4 separate regions of the Sus scrofa genome follow, and regions 1, 3 and 4 are each linked to region 2. Evidence: chromatin contacts called from public Hi-C, HiChIP or PLAC-seq and promoter capture Hi-C data. All regions are on one chromosome and are shown on one strand. Each heading gives the region's core, a stretch centred on a gene start, on an enhancer-like site or on the middle of the called end of the contact. The rest is flanking DNA. Distances are from core to core; before and after follow the strand shown. Region 1 holds the start of PIAS4 (E3 SUMO-protein ligase PIAS4). Region 2 holds the start of MAP2K2 (mitogen-activated protein kinase kinase 2). Region 3 holds the start of CCDC94 (coiled-coil domain-containing protein 94). Region 4 holds the start of EEF2 (elongation factor 2).

Region 1 (4,999 bases), core at 2,452-4,951, 100 kb before region 2:
GTTAACCATTGAGCCATGACGGGAATTCCCTCCCTAACATCTTAATATTAAGCTAGACAACCTAGGGAATAGGAGTAAACAGTTGGGAATCATATATCTGATGAGAGATTAATAGTAAACTTACAGCTCAACAACACAAAAAACCTCTGTTTTAAAAATAGGTAAAAGACTTGAATAAACATTTTTATCAGTGTTGCATGAAAGGAGAGGTTAGCACTCTCCTTGACGAGGATGGAAGAGGCCCTCAGGCCTAACAACATGCATTGCCACCTACTTCGTGGCATCTAACTATGGTTTTTAATGGAAAAAATAAAAATCATTATAAATGAGGAAAAAAACACAGAAGATATACAAATGACTAATAAGCACATGAAAAAAATGAGAATCCTAATCATAGATTTAGGGAGTTAAAATCAAACCCCAGTGAGATACCATTGCATACCTATTAGAATGGAAGAAAGGAAGGGCCAAATCTATCCTGACAACTGTTCTTTTTTATTTTATTTTATTTTATTTTATTTTATTTTCCCACTGTACAGCAAGGGGGTCAGGTTATCCTTACATGTATACATTACAATTACAGTTTTTCCCCCACCATTTCTTCTGTTGCAACATGAGTATCTAGACATAGTTCTCAATGCTATTCAGCGGGATCTCCTTGTAAATCTATTCTAGGTTGTGTCTGATAAGCCCAAGCTCCCAATCCCTCCCACTCCCTCCCCCTCCCATCAGGCAACCACAAGTCTCTTCTCCAAGTCCATGATTTTCTTTTCTGAGGAGATGTTCATTTGTGCTGGATATTAGATTCCAGTTATAAGTGATATCATATGGTATTTGCCTTTGTCTTTCTGGCTCATTTCACTCAGGATGAGATTCTCTAGCTCCATCCATGTTGCTGCAAATGGCATGATGTCATCCTTTTTTATGGCTGAGTAGTATTCCATTGTGTATATATACCACATCTTCCGAATCCAATCATCTGTCGATGGACATTTGGATTGTTTCCATGTCCTGGCTATTGTGAATAGTGCTGCAATGAACATGCGGGTGCATGTGTCTCTTTTAAGTAGAGTTTTGTCCGGATAGATGCCCAAGCGTGGGATTGCAGGGTCATATGGAAGTTCTATGTATAGATTTCTAAGGTATCTCCAAACTGTTCTCCATAGTGGCTGTACCAGTTTACATTCCCACCAGCAGTGCAGGAGGGTTCCCTTTTCTCCACAGCCCCTCCAGCACTTGTTATTTGTGGATTTATTAATGATGGCCATTCTGACTGGTGTGAGGTGATATCTCATGGTAGTTTTGATTTGCATTTCTCTTATAATCAGTGATGTTGAGCATTTTTTCATGTGTTTGCTGGCCATCTGTGTATCTTCTTTGGAGAAATGTCTATTCAGGTCTTTTGCCCATTTTTCCATTGATTGATTGGTTTTTTTGCTGTTGAGTTGTATAAGTTGCTTATATATTCTAGAGATTAAGCCCTTGTCAGTTGCATCATTTGAAACTATTTTCTCCCATTCTGTAAGTTGTCTTTTTGTTTTCTTTTTGGTCTGACAACTGTTCTGAACAGCCCTTGAGCTAAAAGTGTTTCTCTTTTCAGTGTCTGAACCAAAATTCAAATAATATTTCATTATATGTAAAAATTCTATAAAATTCAAATTCAGTGTTTAGAAATGAAGGGATTTTTGTTTTTGTTTTGCTTTTTAGAGCCGCACCCAAGGCATATGGAGGGCCCCATGGTACGGGTCCAATCAGAGGTACAGCTGACGGCCTACTCCACAGCCATGCCAGGTCTGAGCTGCATCTGCAACCTATACCACAGCTCACTGTAACACTGGATCCTTAACCCACTGAGTGATATGGATCAAACCCGAAACCTCACGGTTCCTAGTTGGATTTGTTTCTACTGTGCCATAATGGGAATGACTAAAATGAAGTTTTATTGGTACATGACTATGCCCACCGAGTTGAGTAGTTGCTACAGATGCTGTCTGTAGCTTGTAGAGCTGAAAATACTTATTATCTGGATCTTTGCAGAAGATGTTCGCTCCTAATTCAAAAGTGTCTGGCATATATTAGGTTTTTGATATATGGAGAGATTATCACTGAATATCTGCTGGAACAGTCTGATGCAGTTTATAACCGTGTGGAGAAGGTCAGACCTGGATTAAGATTCTGGTGCTCGAAGTTCCTGCTGTGGCACAGCGAATTAAGGATTCGATCCCTGGCCCAGGAACTTTGATGTGCCCCAAAATAAAACATTGTAAAAAAAGTAAAACAAAACCCTGCAGAGTCAGAGTTTTGGGTGAGGTAAATGAGTTATGGTGAGGTGAGGGAGGTATTGACTGCAACTGCAGAGTTAGATTCTCTCTTAAATTAGTATTTTCTTCATCATGGAGTTTTTTTGCATTAATTTTTCTTTTTCTTTCTTTCTTTTTTTTTTTTTTTGTCTTTTTGCTATTTCTTTGGGCCGCTCCTGCGGCATATGGAGGTTCTCAGGCTAGGGGTCCAATCGGAGCTGTAGCTGCCAGCCTACGCCGGAGCCACAGCAACGCAGGATCCAAGCCGTGTCTGCAACCTACACCACAGCTCACGGCAACGCCGGATCGTTAACCCACTGAGCAAGGGCAGGGATCGAACCCGCAACCTCATGGTTCCTAGTCGGATTCGTTAACCACTGCGCCACGACGGGAACTCCTGCATTAATTTTTCTTAAAAAATATTGCACAGGAGTTCCCTAGTGGCCTAGTGGTTAAGGATCTGGCAATGTCACTGCTATGGCTTGGGTCGCTTCTTCGGTGCGGATTCAACTCCTGGCCTGGAAAACTTGCCATGCCCTGAGGAACAGCCAAAAAAAAAAAAAATATGTATATATATCTCTCACATATATCACACAAACATTTATCTTGATAACAGGGTCATTTGGGGCACTCAAATTTCGGCTAATTCTTGCCCTGATATTTATAATGTCAAGGGATGGGCCCTGAAATACACAGTTTTGTCCTCTTTCTTCCTGCTTTTGATACAAGAAACTTTGAGCTCTGTGGCCCGCGAGCACTGAGGAGCCACAGAGAGCTCTTGAGCAGGGGAGTTTCCGGTTAGTGCAGATTCCAAAGGTTTACTGTGGATGGGGAGCCAGAACTAGCGAGAGGAGTACGCTTACGGGTGTGAGGGATGCACGAGCTCCGGGAAGTGGGCAGGAGGTCCCGCATTTCTCCGCCGGGAGCCAACTAAGTGGGGGGCGCCGCGCCCGAGCCCCCTCTGCCGAGCCAGGACCCGGATGTATAGCACGCCTGAGGCTGCACAGCGCTGCTCTGCAAGGCGCCTCGCTGCACGCATTGGCAGCTGCTGAGCCGGCCAACTGTCTTCTCCCCGCCCCCACGCCACCGGGCGTCCGGTCAAGCACCTGGCAGCCGCCTCGCACCGGGGACCCGCAACACCTTGCTGCATTGTTGTCGCCTCTGCTATCTATTCCCTCCCAAGACAGGACCCAGCACCCACCCCTACCTGTGCGGCACTCGTGCGCCTTTAAGAAGCTAGACGCAGCCAGGGGTGGGCGTGGTCGCCGCGAGCTAAAGAGGGGGGCGGTGTCGGGCCACCCTGATTGGCCCGAGGCCCGGGCGGTGGCCGCGCGCGCCTGCGCAGTGCGCGGTCGCGCGCGCCGCGGGGAGGAGGGCGCGCGGGTGCTAATTGGTCGCGGCATAGGCCCCGCCCGCGAGTGGAGGGCAGTCACGTGACGCGACGGCTGGGGGCTCCCGGCGCGGGGGACGCTGGTGGCCAAGATGGCGGCGGAGCTGGTGGAGGCCAAAGTGAGTGAGCGGCCGCGGCGCCGGCCCGGGAGGGTGGGGGGTGCGTGGACCGGGCGGCAGGCCGAGGTCTGCGCCTTCCGCTCGGGGTCCTGAGACACAGCCCGCTCGCACCTCGGCGTCCGGCCTCCTCGCCCGCCCCTGGTCCCCGGACTCCGGGTGCGGGCGGGGCGCGCGGAGGCCGGGGGCGGGGCCCCCGAAAACCTCACCCCACTCTTCGCCCTGGGGGGTCGGCCCCTGGGCTTGAGCTTGGGGTCCCCTTCTCCAGCTCGAGCGGTTAGGTTACCTACAAATCTCCCTAAACACGGGCACAGGGCCGCGCCTCCCAGCTTGAGGCACAGTCCCCACGGACAGCTTCACGGGCTGAGCTGCTTGTCTTCTCGTCCCAAACAGGGGTCCGCGCTCTTTGGCCTTTGGGATTGTCTGCGCGTCTTCTCTCCCGCCATGGCTGCCGTCAGGGTCTTAGCCTCCTCGCCCCAGCCGACTAGCCGACTAGACTGGGGTTGGCTACTCCTTGCTCAGAAGGGTCCCCTGACTCTTCTGCCACCGCTTGCACCGTCCGGAGTGATGAGCTGGGGTCCTCAATGTCCCTCAAAAATAGTGTGTCTCTTGGGGTCTGTACGCTAAACTGGTGTTTGGGGCCCTGTTCAGCTCCTGCTCTGGTTCCAGAACCCCGCCTCCCTCCCGACACCTTCCTCACCCTGGAGTGGGCTTGGTGTTAACTGAGTGTGCCCCCCTGGGATGGAGCTCTGGCCCCTGTGTCCAAGACCTTCCCATCTCTCTCCTCTCAGTCTTCGGTTCTGAGCTCTGCCTTCCTTCTCCCTCTTCCCCTTTAGGACAGCATCTATGCCCTTTTGGACTACTTCTGGGGGTTCTAGTCCTCACCCTTGCGGGATCAGACTCTTATTTCCCAACCTTGGCTGTTTCCTCTGTATTCTACTTCATTGTGGATCTACTGCTCAGATCACACTCCCTTTCCACCTAGCCCCAGAACCCCTGCTTTTGCATCCCAGCTTTGGCATCTGAGGCCCCTCTCTCTTTCTTCTGGTCTCTCGTGTTGGTCCTTGGAAGGTCTCTGATTGACTGCAGGGTAGGATTTTTTCTGTAGGGTAGTTCCTAGTGCTTCTCTGCTGTATTCCTGTTTGGGGTCCAGGTTCCACATCCCATAGATACCATCCCTTCTCTTAGCTTAG
Region 2 (4,894 bases), core at 366-2,865:
TTTTTTTTTGAATAAGTGGACTTTGGGGGGGAATAAGGAACATGTCCCCACACTGAGCCACGCCCTCGGGGACAGAGAAAGCTGTGAACTCACACATGCATGCATCACGGTGTGCTTCCTTCATCTGGTCCTTCATCTGGTCGTAGGAGGCCAAATACCTGAGAGGCACCAAATGTGCCATCCCCACATCATACCTGGTTCTTGGGGGTCATATGGCAAGCACAGCACAGGCACCCTAGCCAGTGGCCTCTCAGACTGTCCTGCTCTGCTCCAGCATGGAGAATAGGAGTGGGGAGGTCAGACGGACATGCTCTGGAGCCACTCTGGCATGTGACCTCACACAATACTCTGCCATCAGGTAACCCCTAAGGCCTTGATGTTCCTTTCTCTGATCCCACCTGCTGCCCCAAAGTCCTCCTGTCTCACTCAATTGCCTCAAACCGCCTGCATTTCTCCAGCTTCTCAAGGTTTTGCGAATCCATTTGATTCAGAGTCTCTGCTCACCTGCTTTCAGGGGTCCTGGCAGGCCCCAGACTTCTTCCCTGAATGGCTCCCAGTTCTCCTCACACCCTGCCCCTCCAAATGCCCCTCACTCCTTGCTCTCCCAGCCTCTAAGCCTCCTCCAGGCTTCCTCACCACTTTCCCCAGGCTCAGGCGCCCCACCCACCACCAGCAGGATCTTCTCAGGTCCCTTCCCCCCAGATCCCTCAGAGACCCTCTCAGCCCTCAAAGATCCCTCCCCCATCCTCATTTCTCAGACACCCCCTTGCCCCCTTCCTGGACTTCCATACCCCATGCTCGTCTCAAGGGATCCCACTCTCCCGCCCCATCCTCTCCTCTCTGGAATCCCATTCGCCCCATTCTGGGCCTGCAAGAACCTCCCCCCACCTCCACCTCATTACCCAGGGACTCCTCCCCTTTACTCTGACTTCACTACTAGGAACCCCTAATCCATTCTCACCTCCCAGGAACCCTCCCACCATCACCCTGGCTTCGCTATATCAAAAAGGCCCGAACCCCAGCCTTTTCCTGGTAGGGACCGATTCAATACGCAGAGACCCCCTCATCCTATCTTCTCCCAGTAAGAACCCCCCTCCAGCCCTATTTCGCAACTCAGGGACCCCCTTCCGCCAACGTCGATCCTCAGAGCCGCTCAGCTCTCCTCTCAGGGACCCTCTCTCCCCGATCTCGCTATTCTGGGACCCCCCCCCCCCAATCCTGTCCTCTCCCCGGCCCCGGCCCATCCCACTCACTCGGAGGCGCCCTCGCTGGTGGGGGACGGGCCCTCGGCGATGGCGGGGTTGATGGTGAGCGCCGGCAGCACCGGCTTCCTCCGGGCCAGCATCGGGGCTCCGCGGGCCGGCGGCGGCGGCGGCGGCGCCTCTAGCCGGGGCCCATAGGGGGCGGGCCGGGAGCAGGCGACGCCGACTTGAGCCCGGGGCTGTGGCCGCGGCCTAGGCCGGCGCCGGGGCGGGGAGGATGATCGGCGCTGCGGATCGGGGCCGAGGGGCGCCAAAGGGCACCGGGACTGAAGTCAAGGGATCTGGGCCGGCGCGGCCACCAAAGTCTGGCCGAGGCTGACGCTGCAGCCGGAGCCGGGGAGGCCGAGGGAGGGGAGAGGAGGGAGAGTGACGAGATCGCGGGCCGGCCTATCGCGAGAGCCAGCTCCTAGGAATCGAGCCAGATCCCACCCCTCACCGCGGTGCGTGCGCACCACTCTAAGGCCGCCTCCCGAAGGGGGAAATAGGCGGAGACTTAGTTGAGGCCAGGCCTGGAGCATGCGTATTAGCTCGCCTCCCCCCACACAGCTTTTGCGCAAGCTCCGGGAGTGGGGCGAGAGGGACAATGCGACAGACAGGTGTTGGGGGTGGAGCGGCAGTGGAGGAGGGGCGGTCAGACCCCTAGAGCTTTACAGGTGACAGACTGGAACTACATGAACCAGTAAAACCTTCAAAAATAGGAGACTTAAGTTGACCTAAGAGTCAACTAAAGGCTTTTTGCCAATACGGACCCCCACATCCCCCCAGCAATTAACTCATACTACCAATTACTATCATTCACTCATAAAAGAGAGGTCATTAAAAAACTTTTGTTGTTATAAATATATGTAACATAAAATTTACCATTTTACCAATTGTAAATGTGTAGTTTAGTGGCAGTAACTATATTCACACTGTTATGCAACCTTTCCCACCATCCATCTCCAGAACTTTATCTTCTTCCCAAACGGAAAATCCGTCCCCCTTATTGAACACCAACTCCCCATTCTACTCCCCTAGACCACCACTCTTCCTTCTGTCTCTATGAATTCAACTGCTCTAGGGACCTCCTGTAAGTGGAATGATAAGGTATTTGTCCTTTTGTGACAGACTTATTTCACTCAGCATCATGTTCTCAAGGTTCATCCATGTTGTGGTGTGTGTCAGAATTTCCTCCCTTTTTAAGGCTGAATAATACACTGTTGTATGGTTGGACCCTACATTGTTTATCTTATCTGTTAATGGACATTTGCGAGTTTCCACCTTTTGGCTCTTATGAACAGTGCTGCTATGAAGGTGAGTGTATCAATTTCTCTTTAAATCTTTGCTTGCAACTCTTTTGAATATCATTTGGTGATTCTATGTTTTTTTTTAATTTTTTTTTTTTTTGGTCTTTTTGCTATTTCTTGGTCTTGGGCCGCTCCCACGGCATATGGAGGTTCCCAGGCTAGGGGTCGAATCGGAGCTGTAGCCACCGGCCTACCCAGAACCACAGCAACGCGGGATCCGAGCCGCGTCTGCAACCTACACCACAGCTCACGGCAACACCGGATCGTTAACCCACTGAGCAAGGGCAGGGATCAAACCCGCAACCTCATGGTTCCTAGTCGGATTCGTTAACCACTGCGCCACGACGGGAACTCCGTTTATTTATTTTTTATTTTTTGGGCCACATGTGGACATGCCCTTGGGTGGGGAATTGAAGCTGCATCACAGCAGTGACCCAAGCCACTGCAGTGATGATGCTGTATCCTTAACCTGATATGCCATAAAATAACTCTTATGTTTAATTTTTTTAGAAACCATCATACTGTTTTCCACAGTGGCTACACCATTTTATGAGAAAGGTCACTTTAGGAGTTCCCGTCGTGGCGCAGTGGTTAACGAATCCGACTAGGAACCATGAGGTTGCGGGTTCGGTCCCTGCCCTTGCTCAGTGGGTTAATGATCCGGTGTTGCCGTGAGCTGTGGTGTAGGTTGCAGACGCGGCTCGGATCCTGAGTTGCTGTGGCTCTGGTGTATGCCGGTGGCTACAGCTCCGATTCAACCCCTAGCCTTGGAATCTCCATATGCTGCGGGAGCGGCCCAAGAAATAGCAAAAAGACAAAAAAAAAAAAAAAAAAGAAAGGTCACTTTAACACCAATTTAAGGAAAAAGGGAGGTAGTACATGGCACAGAATAAAGAATAATCACTTAAATAGGAAAAAGTCGACTTTATGAAAAACCCACCACATTGCCTTTTTTTTTTTTTTTTTTTTTTTTTTTTGGTCACTTCTCTGAGCACTTGTGTGCATTTCATGGTGGGGTGCATCTTCATATGGAAAGAAATGGAGAGAGAAAGTTTCAGTCAGCCTCTTCTAGGTCCAGCCAAGGTGCTCTTGTTGCCCTGGGTAAGTCCTGCCCATTTCCTGTCCAGCCACCCTGCAGTCATTCTTTTAACAGTCAACTTGGGAGTTCCCATTGTGGCGCAGCAGCGTAAACAAATCTGACTAGGAACCATGAGGTTTCGTGTTTGATCTCTGGTCTCACTCAGTGGGTTAAGGATCTGGTGTTGCTGTGAACTGTGGTGTAGGTTGCAGATGCAGCTCAGATCCTGCATTGCTGTGGCTGTGGCATAGGCCGGCAGCTGTAGCTCTGGTTTGACCCCTAGCCTGGGAACCTCCACATGCCCCTGGTTCTGCGGGAAAGAGAAAAAAAAAAAACCCTACCAGTTAATTTGCTCCTCCTTTATGTGTTAGACACTGCACTGGACACTGAGAGATACAATGTTTAAAAAATAGATAATCTAAACATATATAATTGCAAAATGTAACAATGCTCTAAAAATGCAAAGATGTTACTATGGCTTTCTAGTGATGAAAACTGATCCCAGATTCACCTGCTCTTGCATTTCTACAATCTCAGTGCTTTTAAAAGTTTTGCCTTTCATTGCTGGTACTCACTCCCCCAAAATGCAGAATGCTCCTCTAACTTCAAATAATGCCATGACCTTTCCCAGATCTGGGCGTTTCCAACTTCCTTCTGTTCTGCAAAGTGATTTCTCTACTATTTTTTCTTAGGCCATATATATGTGTGTATATATATATGTGGTCTTCTTTATTGAGCTATAACATATAATACAAAACACATATACAATAAACACATTTTTTTTTTCTTTTAAGTGCTGCACCTGCAGCATATGGAAGTTTCCAGGCCAGAGGTCAAATCGGAGCTACAGCTGCCAGCCACATCCACAGCCACAGTAATGCAAGATCTGAGCCACTTCTGTGACCTACACCACAGCTCACAGCAATGCCAGATCCTTAACCCACTGAGCGAGGCTAGGGATTGAACCCACATCCTCATGAATACTGGTCAGGTTTGTTTTTGCTGAGCCACAGCAGTAAGTCCGGAGATACAGGACATTGCCATCACTCTGAACTCCAGAAAGTTTTCTCAGTGTCCTGTTCAGTGAATCCCCCTTGCTCCACAAAGCAGCAGTGTGCTGGTAAATGTTTAACAATGGGCTTGTGAAATGAGAGATTTATTTATTTATTTACAGGGAGAGGCTGCTTTGTAATCTGTAGTGTTTGTCCTTTTCTATGGTGTATGTATTCCCACCGAGACTGATTTCCAGCTGCCATGAAATTGGAAAG
Region 3 (4,961 bases), core at 2,213-4,712, 98 kb after region 2:
TTCCCTAGAGAAGCAGACATATGATGCCACACAGGCAGCATCGGGACATCAGGGCAGAAGCAGGAGCCAGGGGAGGGCCCAGGCCAGAGCTTGCTTGGAGTCTCGGTGGAAAAGGGGAGGCGGGGCAGGTGAACCACTCAGGATTGGCGAGTTTGCATGACTGCAGTGGGCTCTGGGCGGCTGGAAGGTCTCCAGTCACCAGGCCTCTGGCCCTGGGGTGATTTAGGGGTGGGGGACAGGCTAGCCTGTGAGAGGTAGAGAAAGGGGTTGGATAATTTATATATGACAGGCGAGCTTGGAATTCCATGGTGGCCTAGTGGTTAAGGATCTGGCATTGTCACTGCTGTGGCATAGGTTTGATCCCTGGCCTGGGAACTTCCAGGAACTTCTGCCTCAGGCATGGCCAAAAAAAAAAAAAAAAAAAAAAAAAAAGCCTTGCTCCTGGTCTTCCAAGAATTGGCTGATCCCAGGAGGGGCAGTCTCTCCCGGGTCGGAAGGCAGGCAGGGGGCTGCAGAGGGCGTGTCCTTTTGGATGGACACTTGGTGCCTGAGTCCTGATGTAATAGCCAGACAGGGAGACAGAAGGCAGGTCACACAGCCTCCTTGTTCACTGACCCCGGTCTCCTTCTGCTTTCAGGTGGGGCCCATTGAAACCACATCCTTCACGCTCAAGGCTGGGAGGCCCAAAGCCAGGTACTGCATCCAGGTGGCTGCTCAGGACCTCACCGACTACGGGGAACCAAGCGCCTGGAGTCTCCCTGCCGCTGACTCTGTGACCCTGGGCAAGTAGTGGGGGGCTCCCCATACCCCAAAGAGGGGCTGGGCCCTTGCCATCCACCTAAGGGTGAATGGGACCCATCTGATCTGGGTTGCTGCTGCTGAGTTGCTGAGTGCTGCTGCCGAGTTGCTGAGCCACCTTGCACAAGTGACTTTGCCTCTCTGAGCCTCAGTTTTTCAATCTGTGAAATGAGCATGAGCTCCCTCCTTCAACACAGAACAAGGCTTTGGGAACTGTGACCATGAAATGTTTTTGTTACTTAATTAAAAAAGGATCATTGTCACTGGAATCAGGACTCTTTTTTCTTCCTGCCTTCGGCAGATCCCTAGGAAACTCAGGGAGGAGTCTGAGAGGAGAGGACAGACCATCGCACACATAGTGAATCTCCATTCCCACGTGGGGTTGGGGCTGGACCAGAGGAAGAGAATGGGGCTGGGGGAGTCAGGGCAGGGGTCGGGGGGTTCTGCCTGGGATGGGGTGGTGGAATTCATTCAGCTCTGCAGTTTGGTTCACACACCTCCCCAGAAACTGCCCTGTTGTAAGCCCCACTGTTGGGGGACACAGATGGGACCTGAGTTTGGGAAGATTTCTCTGAGGAGGGGGGCCAAAGAGCCAGGCTCTGAAGCATTTTCTCAATCCAGGGGCTTCTCTGTACATTTCATTCAGGTCTAAATTCACAGGTCAGCAGAGTTCCCTCTGTGGCAGTGCGGGTTCAATCCCTATCCTGGCAGCATGGGATAAGGATCTGGTGTTGCCACAGCTGTGGCATAGATCACAGCTGCAGCTCAGATTTGACCCCTGGCCTGAGAACTTCCATATGCCACAGGTGTGGCATAAAATAAAATAAATTCAGGGGTTCCCGTCATGGCGCAGTGGTTAACGAATCTGACTAGGAACCATGAGGTTGTGGGTTCCATCCCTGGCCTTGCTCAGTGGGTTAAGGATCTGGCGTTGCCGTGAGCTGTGGTGTGGGGTTGCAGACGCGGCTCGGATCTGGCGTTGCTGTGGCTCTGGCGTAGGCCAGCAGCTATGGTTCCAATTCGACCCCTAGCCTGGGAACCTCCATATGCCTCAAGAGCAGCCCAAGAAATGGCAAAAAGACAAAAAAAAAATTAAAAATAAAAATAAAACATTGAGCTTGTGGCAGTTTGTTACAGCAGCCATAGGACACTCAACTTTCTCAAGTAGCCCCTTCTCATCACTTTGTTACCCTGTTGTTTTGTCTTCAAATCACTTACCAGGACCTGAGTTTTTGTGTGACTGTGTTTATTGTCCATCAGTCCCACTACACAGGCAGTGATCTCCAGGGGGGCAGAAATCTTATGTCTTGTTCTCTGATGTGTCCCCAGTGACCAAGCACATCTCTGATACAGAGCAAACATTTGTAAAAGGAAGGGGGAGGCTAGGGAAGGGATGGCCTCTTTAGAAAGATGAACACAGGAGTTCCCGTCGTGGCGCAGTGGTTAACGAATCCGACTAGGAACCATGAAGTTGCGGGTTCGGTCCCTGCCCTTGCTCAGTGGGTTAACGATCCGGCGTTGCCGTGAGCTGTGGTGTAGGTCGCAGACGCGGCTTGGATCTCGCGTTGCTGTGGCGTAGGCCGGTGGCTACAGCTCTGATTCGACCCCTAGCCTGGGAACCTCCATATGCTGCGGGAGCGGCCCAAAAAATAGCAACAACAACAACAAAAGACAAAAAGACAAAAAAAAAAAAAAAAAAAGAAAGATGAACACAGAGGCAAGCAATAGGGAGACATAAGGGAGTAAATATGTGTGTAGGAGGGAAGACTGGCTGTAGTACAATGGGATCAGTGGCATCTCTGAAGCACCAGGATGCAGGTTCAACCCTTGGGCCTCCACAGTGGGTTAAGGATCCTTCATCGCCACAGCTGAGGAACAGATCGCAGCTGTGGCTCCCATTCAATCCCTAGCCCAGGAACTTCCACATGCTGCTGGTGTGGCATGGGAAATAACAAATAGGAGTTCCTGTTGTGGCTCAGTGGTAACGAATCCGACCAGTATCCATAAGGATGTGGGTTCGATCCCTGGCCCCACTCAGTGGGTTAAGGATCCAGCATTGCCATGAGTTGAGGTGTAGGTCGCAGACAATGCTGGGATCTGGCGTTGCTGTGGTGAAGGCCGGCTGTTGCAGCTCGGATTGGACCCCAGGCCTGGGAAGTCCATATGCCTCAGGTGCGGCCCTTAAAAAACCAAAAAGAGGAGTTCCTGTTGTGACGCAGCAGAAACGAATCTGACTAATAGCCTTGAGGTTTCAGGTTCCATCCCTGGCCTCCCTCAGTGGGTTAAGGATCTGGCATGGCTGTGAGCTGTGGTGTAGGTCGCAGACGCGGCTTGGATCCTGCGTTGCTGTGGCTGTGGTGTAGGCCAGCAGCTGTAGCTCCGACCTGACCCCTAGCCTGTGAACTATATGCCGCGGGTGCGGCGCTAGGAAGAAAACCAAAAAAACAAAAACGAAAACAGGGAATGCCGTGACCGGCAGCCCCATCGCCTCTAGGGGGCGCAACGCCTCCTTGAAATTTCAAATCCTGACCAACGCCGGAACCTCTGATGAGCGCCCCCAGGGTTGCAACCAGGGAGGGAAGACCGAGGGACTCGGATGTTGACAGGCGGAAGCTGGAGCCAATGATAAAGGCAAGCTGTATATGCTGCAGCCAATAACAGCGGCTGAAGGAGTGGCGTAAGCGGAAATACAAAGGACAGACGGTCGGGAAAGTTCGATAAGCACCGAGCCTAACCAGTACTCTCGTGCTTGTGAGAAGACTAGGAGGCAAAGATGTCGGAGCGAAAAGTTTTAAACGTAAGTGTTGGGCGACTAAGGCTTTCCACCAGTGGTGGGACCTCTCGTAGCCAACGGAAGTGGGCTAATTATACTCTTCTAGTGGGACCTTTGCCTTCTTCCCAACGGTCTGCACACTCCTCCCAATCACCTTCCGCGGAGGGTGGGCCTTCAGCTAAACCTCATCCTGGAGCCTGGAGTGTACCCCATCACCTTTGGGGGCGGAGCTTGGGCGTATTTACCAGATCTCTTCTCCTGATTGGATCTTCTGAAGGGAATTATCCAATCACTTTCCTTGGGGCGGAGCTATTTTAAAATCGTGGTATTTCAGCTCTAAGCACCGCCGGCAGGGGGTCTATTTTAGCCAGTTCTGATCTTTGGGAAGGGTTAGGCTTATCTAAATTCAGCGTGCGGCTGGAGACCTTTCCAGTTGCCTTAAGTCTGCCAGCTCTTTTGGGGAAAAAAAAAATCATTCCCTAACAGAACTGGTGTGTGTGTTGAGGGGGGCGGGGTCTGGAAAGCAGCATTCAGCTTCTAGAGAAGAAAACTCCGGAATTCTGAGTCCCTGTCCCCCACCGTCTAAGAGGGTGTGTGCTCCCAGGTAAGGAGTGAGCTCACCGGCCTGGGAGTGTGTAAACCCAGGATGTCAGGAAGGAGTAGAGAAGAGACCTCCAGACTGATGGCTCCGAGCCCAGGTTTCCAAGGTCAGTTTGATGTCTCTTTCCCTAACTCGGTGCTCTAATCTTTTAAACACCTGTGGTAAGAATCCAGCCACTGGAGTTTCTGTTGCAGCTCAGCGGCTTAAGAACCCAGCTAGTGTGCATGAGGATGCGGGTTTGATCCCTGGCTTCACTCAGTGGGTTAAGGATCCGGCATTGCTGCAAGCTGCGGCGTAGATGAAGGATGCGGCACAGATCGCAGATACAGCTCTGATTTGGCAGCTGCAGCTAGGATTTGACCCTTAGCGCAGGAACCCCCATATGCTACAGGTTTGGCACTAAAAAAAAAAAGAAAGAAAGAAAAAGAAAAATCCAGCCCCAGTCACCTCACATTCCAGGACTTCATATGGGTGAAAGTTCTTCCATCCTGAGGATCTAGCTGGGAGGCCATCTATTCCCATAACTTTCTGGTAAATACTTGTGTTTGCCAGGTACTGCTCTAAGTGCCATATTCACGAAGTCCTTGCAGGTGAACAAGTTATCCCTCCATCAGATGAGGAAACTCAGGCCCAGAGAGATTATGTAATAGCCAGAGAGTGGTGGAGTCAAACCCAGTACCCCCAGCTCTGTAATGTGTGCTCTTAATCATGATACCAGTTTCCCCAAAGTCGTGTCCCTGGCTTTGCTTCTCACACTGTGTGACCTTGAGTAGCTGAAACCACCAGGAT
Region 4 (5,593 bases), core at 588-3,087, 120 kb before region 2:
TCAACAATGACGAAGAAGTTACCAAATGAAAATAACTGCCAGTTACAGTCGCTTTTCTTTCAGTTCTCACCCTGTTGCCATTCTGAAGCCAGAAAACTCACAAGGTGCTCCCTTGCACAGGGGAAAACTTTCAACAGTATATCCTTTCTTGGCTGCCAGCTGCATCCTCCTAGATGTCTCCAGACATTGAGAAGAGCCCCTTGCCCCCTTTGCTCTCCAAGGCCCATTAATATCACCCTCACTGTGCCTTTTTCACTGGACATAAAGATTCCCATCTCACTGGGTGAAACCTCATGTCTCTTCATAGTGCAAAAATGCAGCCCCAAGGTGTTCCACTCACCTCCCCAAAAGCCTTCAAGTAAGTGAAGGCTACTGTCTGTCCTTCATACCCACCAAGATAAGCACCTCCCCCGTCCCTCCCCATCCAGAGGACACCAGGAATTGCTCACGTTGATTTGATAGTGATGCAACGTTCCTGCTCATCCTTCCGGGTGTCAGTGAAGCGGGTCTCCCCAGCCCGGGCGGAGGCGATGATACCAGCCTTGCACACCAATGAGTCCGTCAGAGTGGACTTGCCATGGTCCACGTGGGCAATGACGGACATGTTTCGGATATTAGCCTTCTTGTCCATGATGGCCCGGATCTGGTCTACTGTGAAGTTCACCTACGGGTGGGGGGAGGAGAGTCTCAGAGGTGCCCAGCTCTCAGGGAATGGGTTTTGGCACTAAGGCTTTGATCAATAGACACTGCTAGGCTAAGGTCAAAGGGGGTTGGTCCTGGAGCCACCCCAACTCCCACTCAAATCCCCCTCTTTGTTGACATTCTTTTAAAAATGCTTCTCACCACGTTCCCTGGTCCTCACAACTCAAGAATGACAGTCCAGAATGAAAACTGAGAAGTCCCAAAGTGCGACATCTTTCCTTTAAACTGAGTAAATACCGGGGTATCACGGAGACCATTTAAAGAATACTGGAGAGCTGAAGCTCCCCAAGTCACACTGTGTTGCCACTGTGTGTACCTCCAGGCTTCCCCCAACCAAAGAGCCTCTTAAACAACCAAGGTCACCCCTCGCTGCGGGGGTCAGGCAGAGCCACCCACGCCACCCTGGATTCCTTGAATGACACCCGCGGTCAGGTGGGGGGACCTGCGCAGTGCTAACCGGCGCGAGCCTCCACCGCGTGGCCCCGGAATCAGGTGTTCACAATTGGGAAATACAGTAAAGACAAGGGATCATGCCAAGGTTACAGAGCGTAAGATGGGGCGCTACCAAGGGTCTTACTCTCCTTTCCTTTTGCCATTTCCTTGCCGCCCACGACTTCCGACAGAAAATCGAACTCAAACTCCTGGCCCGCGGGTTACATAAGGCGGCTCCCCTCTCCCTGCTCGCACAGCGGCGCCCGCCATTACAGCGTCTGCCACATCATCATACCCCACCGCCCCGCCTCCGCCCCAGCCTCGGCAGGACCGGGGACCCCGCGGGGCGGCGGCGCCCCCGGAAGCGAAGTTCGGTGAGAAGTGCAGCGCGTAGACATGGCGGCAACCGCTTTCTCAGCCCCAGGCCCTCCAGCCCCGCAGCCGCCATGTCTACTCCCGGTCCCGGAGGCCACAGCACTCCAGGCTTGGCAGCGCCGGTCCTGCAGAGGCCCCGCCGCTGCTCCAGGCCGCCCTCTGGACAGCACTGCTCACCATGGTGACGGATGGCGGTGGATTCTACCGGGCAGATCCGAGTAAGGTTAGTCGCGCCGAGGATGGCGGCGACGACGGCGGAAGAGAACGCTGACGTCAACACCCGAGCTTTTATAGGCCGACGCCGGTTGGGCGGGTCATCTGATCGCGCTTCGGGGGCGGGGTGAAGCATCGCTGCGCGCAGGCGCACTGACGCCCTCCCCCCGGGTAACCCCTTAGGCGTCTGCAAGGCTGCTGGAAAGTAGGGGGTCTACATTCAGCACTTAAGATTTTCCCTGGGGCGTGTTTGGCCCCGAGGTGGGTGCACGCCTCAGGTATGCAATACTCCGGTGCAGAAAGGGAAGAGCTCAGCCTTAGCTGAGAATATTACTCCAATCCTAGCACGATATCAATTTGTAAAATGCCAAACATTTGTATTAAAACACATTACAATATGAACAGGGTCTGTGGAATGTGCCAAGGTTAATTTCCTGGATTTGATAGTGTGATGTAAATTGACAGTAATGGGGGAAGCTGGGGGAAAGGGTACTAGGGACCTCTCTGTACTATTTTTGCAACTACGTCTATAATTATTTCATTAAAATAAGATTTTTAAAAAGCAGGTAATTTTTTAAGCACTCATTTATTCCAAAGAGACGGGTTGAGCGTCTCCTATAACAGGCATGGCTGTAGGTGTTGCGGATATAACAGTGAACAAAATACCTACTGTCCCACCGCTGTAAGTGTTCTTACAGTAGATACTCGGATTTTCTGTTCGGTTTTCTTGTCTGTAAAATGGGAGTAATCTGTACTGCCTCACCGGGGAACAGTAAAACTACCGCCATACCTGACACAGTTCTCAATACACGTCAGCTCTTTTTAATTAACTATCATTACTATCAATGAGCACTTATTTCAGGAACTGGTTTGCTGTGTCGCGGGCACAGGGGCTGAACGCTTCTTCACATGCATAATCCCATTTTCTATTTCATTTTCCTTCCAGGGGGAGGCGCAGGAAGACTACTTTGCATTTGTGTCCTAATATGACCCTAAGAAACAATTGTATTTCAGATCTCTGACTGGATGGAATGAGCTGGCTTTCAATTCAGTATCTTTATCCTTGATAAAGAGCCCAACTCAATGCCTGGTACACAGTAGGCGCTCATAAGTATTTCTTGCACCAATTAGTGATATTAGCACAAATTAACCCACTTCTTTCCTTAAACTCATTCTGCCAAAAGAAGGGGGACTGAAGTGCTTTCCCTATGCTAGGAGAAGGGATGATGTACACATGTAAAAAGCCTTGCAAGCTCAGGTCTGGACTTAAGCCCCTCTCGGCGTTCCCGCTGTGGCGCAGTGCGGCCTCGTTAAGAATCCACCGTCAGGGCAGGTGTGGTTTAGGTCCGGAGCTCTGGCTGGGATTTGATTCCTGGTCCAGGAAGTTCCATATCCTCTGGGTGCGGCCATTACAAAAAAAGAAAAAAAAAAAATAAAGCCCCTCTCCCCACCAAGACTATGCGCATTTCGCTTTGTAAAGCACGTCACACACAGCCTTAATTTCATTTAATCAAAGATTGCCAGCACCGTTCCGTGTTTAACCCAGGGGGAAACAAAGGCAGGAAGAAGCTGCTCATTAGCTATCTACTGTCTGATGGAGGCTCAGAAAGGCAGGGTGGCAGGCAGCAGATGTCACCCCTTAAGCTCAATCCGGGATCTCTAAACACCTGCGCCTAGGTTCGGGACCCTTTCCAGGTTAATTTTACAGGGCAAGCGCATGCGCCATTCGGGGGGCGCGTTTTCTGGAGATGGGTATCGTTTCCCACTCTAAGTAAAAATTTTATCTTAAATTTTAAAAATGTTTACGAGTACTCATCACCCCACTGTTGCGGCGTTCCGTAGGAGGCACTTCCCGGGCACTTCCTTGGAAATTGTAGCATTTAAGAGATGAAAAGCAAAGGTTTTCATTAAGAGGGTTGAATTCGATCTCAAGTGAATAGATTGCGTATTGAGAGAATTTAGCTGGGTGTTAAAGAAGCCGGGGAGAGTTTAAGGGAAATGAGTAGATTTTAGATATATCTCCGTCCCACTGTAACCCCCCCACCCATGCAGAGGTGTTCTACCCCACAGCAGCAGGGGTGGGGCTAGACGGTTAGGGGACCACTCCCCACTCCAGACCCAGAAGCCTGAGGGAGGAGCAGAGCTTTAGCGGAGAGCAAAAGTAGCTACAGCTGGGCTTAGGGTCTGCAGTAATAAAAGAAGGCGAGAGTAAAGGGCGGGGAAGTATCACAAGGGAAAAAAAAGTAACCTCTGCAAGGTGGCTCCGCTGCGCATGCGCCCACTGCGGCGCGGGGAGAGCACCGAAGCAGCGGCAGCGACCCCTGCTGACCAAAGACCGCCATTGCACGCTCCCTGCCTCTGCCTTTTGATGTGATCGCTTATTGGATGCCCAACCCCACCGTTTAAATCAATTAATTCACCTAAAACTCCTCACACCCCTGGGGCATTTTGTGGGCTCATTTATGCAGGAGCAAACTGAGGCTCAGAAAAGTTCAGCGATTTCCCCAAGGTCACATAGTTAATTATAGAACCAAGTGAAGCAAAAAGGCTTTGTAGTCCACCCATGCAGTGGGATATTATTTCAGTCTTAAAGGAAATTCTGAAGTTCCCTCTGTGTCACAATGGGAACCATAGCTGATCCACATCATCCACAGGGATGTAGGTTCCATCCCTGGCACAGTGGGTTAAGGATCCAGGGTTGCCACAGCGGCTTAGGTCACAAATGTGGCTCAGATCTGCTCCCTGGCCCAGGAACTCCATAAGCACAGGGCGGCCAAAAAAGAAAAAAAAAGTTTTAAAAAAATGAAGGAGTTCCTTTCCTGGTTCAGTGGTTAACAAATCCAACTAGGAACCATGAGGTTGCAGGTTTGATCCCTGGCCTTGCTCAGTGGGTTAAGGATCCAGCGTTACTGTGAGCTGTTGTGTAGGTCTGGCGTTGCTGTAGCTCTGGTGTAGGTCAGCGGCTGCAGCTCCAGTTAGACCCCTAGGCTTAAATCCCTAGCCTTGCTCAGTGGGTTGAGGATATGGCGTTGCCGTGAGCTGTGATGTAGGTCGAGTTGCAGACGCATCTCAGATCTGGCATCGCTATGGCTCTGGCGTAGGCCGGCAGCAACAGCTCCAATTAGACCCCTAGCCTGGGAACTTCCATGTGCCACAGGTAAATCCCTAAAAAGACAAAAGACAAAATAAAATAATATAATATAATAAAATAAATGAAGGGAAGTTCCCATCGTGGCTCAGTGAAACGAATCTGACTAGCACCCATGAGGACAAAGATTACATCCCTGGCCTCACTCAGTGGGTTAAGGATCTACCGCTGCTGTGAGCTGTGGTATAGGTCGCAGACACGGCTTAGATCTGGCTCTGCTGTGGCTGTGGCATAGGCCCGAGAGCTACAACTCCGACTGTACCCCAAGCCTGGGAACCTCCATGTGCCACAGGTGCAGCCATAAAAATACAAAAAGACAATAAAAAGGGGGGGGGGAGGAAATTCGGAAATTCTGATTCTGATTCTGAGACAACACGGTAAAAAGACAATGTGCTCAGTGAAATAAGTTGGACACAAAAAGACAAATACTGTATAATTCTACCTATATGAGGTCCCTAGAGTAAAAGTAAAGACGCAAAAATTAGAATGGTGAGGCCAGGGGCTGAGAAAGGGGATGGGTGTTAGTGTTTGCAAGGATGGACTTTCAGTTTGGGAAGATGGAAAAGTCCTGGAGATGGATGATGAGAATGGCTGTACAACAATGTGAATGTATTTAATGTACTAAACTGTAGATGCAAAATGATTGAAATGGTATTTTTTTTTTCCTTTTTGGCTGGATCCAAGGCATATGGAAGTTCCTGAGCCAAGGAGCCAACCTGTGCC

The links. Promoter capture Hi-C pulls out the DNA fragments that hold promoters and counts their contacts. A called contact is a pair of places that touch in the nucleus more often than the background predicts. HiChIP or PLAC-seq counts read pairs in DNA pulled down with a chosen protein or histone mark.
Region 1: an H3K27ac HiChIP or PLAC-seq map of alveolar macrophages shows a contact between it and region 2. The contact joins the promoter of PIAS4 here to the promoter of MAP2K2 in region 2. A contact is called at or near these places in 4 of 47 Hi-C or Micro-C datasets (alveolar macrophages, heart right ventricle, liver and 1 more) and 2 of 2 datasets of contacts at active chromatin or transcription factors (alveolar macrophages and skeletal muscle).
Region 3: a Hi-C map of liver shows a contact between it and region 2, with 5 times the contacts expected there. The contact joins the promoter of CCDC94 here to the promoter of MAP2K2 in region 2. A contact is called at or near these places in 1 of 5 promoter capture datasets (liver) and 2 of 47 Hi-C or Micro-C datasets (heart right ventricle and liver).
Region 4: a contact with region 2 is called in a promoter capture Hi-C map of liver, with 5 times the contacts expected there. The contact joins the promoter of EEF2 here to the promoter of MAP2K2 in region 2. A contact is called at or near these places in 2 of 5 promoter capture datasets (fetal liver and liver), 11 of 47 Hi-C or Micro-C datasets (alveolar macrophages, embryonic fibroblasts, heart right ventricle and 6 more) and 1 of 2 datasets of contacts at active chromatin or transcription factors (alveolar macrophages).

What each region holds. Positions count from the first base shown.
Region 1 is chr2:74,728,494-74,733,492 of Sscrofa11.1, reverse strand. It overlaps PIAS4 (E3 SUMO-protein ligase PIAS4), which reads left to right and starts at 3,701. Exons shown (of 11, transcript XM_003354007.4): 1 at 3,701-3,809. The coding sequence starts at 3,783.
Region 2 is chr2:74,623,460-74,628,353 of Sscrofa11.1, reverse strand. It overlaps MAP2K2 (mitogen-activated protein kinase kinase 2), which reads right to left and starts at 1,615. Exons shown (of 11, transcript NM_001244550.1): 1 at 1,254-1,615. The coding sequence starts at 1,345.
Region 3 is chr2:74,526,834-74,531,794 of Sscrofa11.1, reverse strand. CCDC94 (coiled-coil domain-containing protein 94) reads left to right here and starts at 3,462. Exons shown (of 8, transcript XM_013994769.2): 1 at 3,462-3,595. The coding sequence starts at 3,572. It overlaps EBI3 (Epstein-Barr virus induced 3), which reads left to right. Exons shown (of 5, transcript NM_001315682.1): 5 at 638-1,064. The coding sequence ends at 790.
Region 4 is chr2:74,742,785-74,748,377 of Sscrofa11.1, reverse strand. It overlaps EEF2 (elongation factor 2), which reads right to left and starts at 1,837. Exons shown (of 15, transcript XM_003354002.5): 1 at 1,687-1,837; 2 at 450-664. The coding sequence starts at 1,689.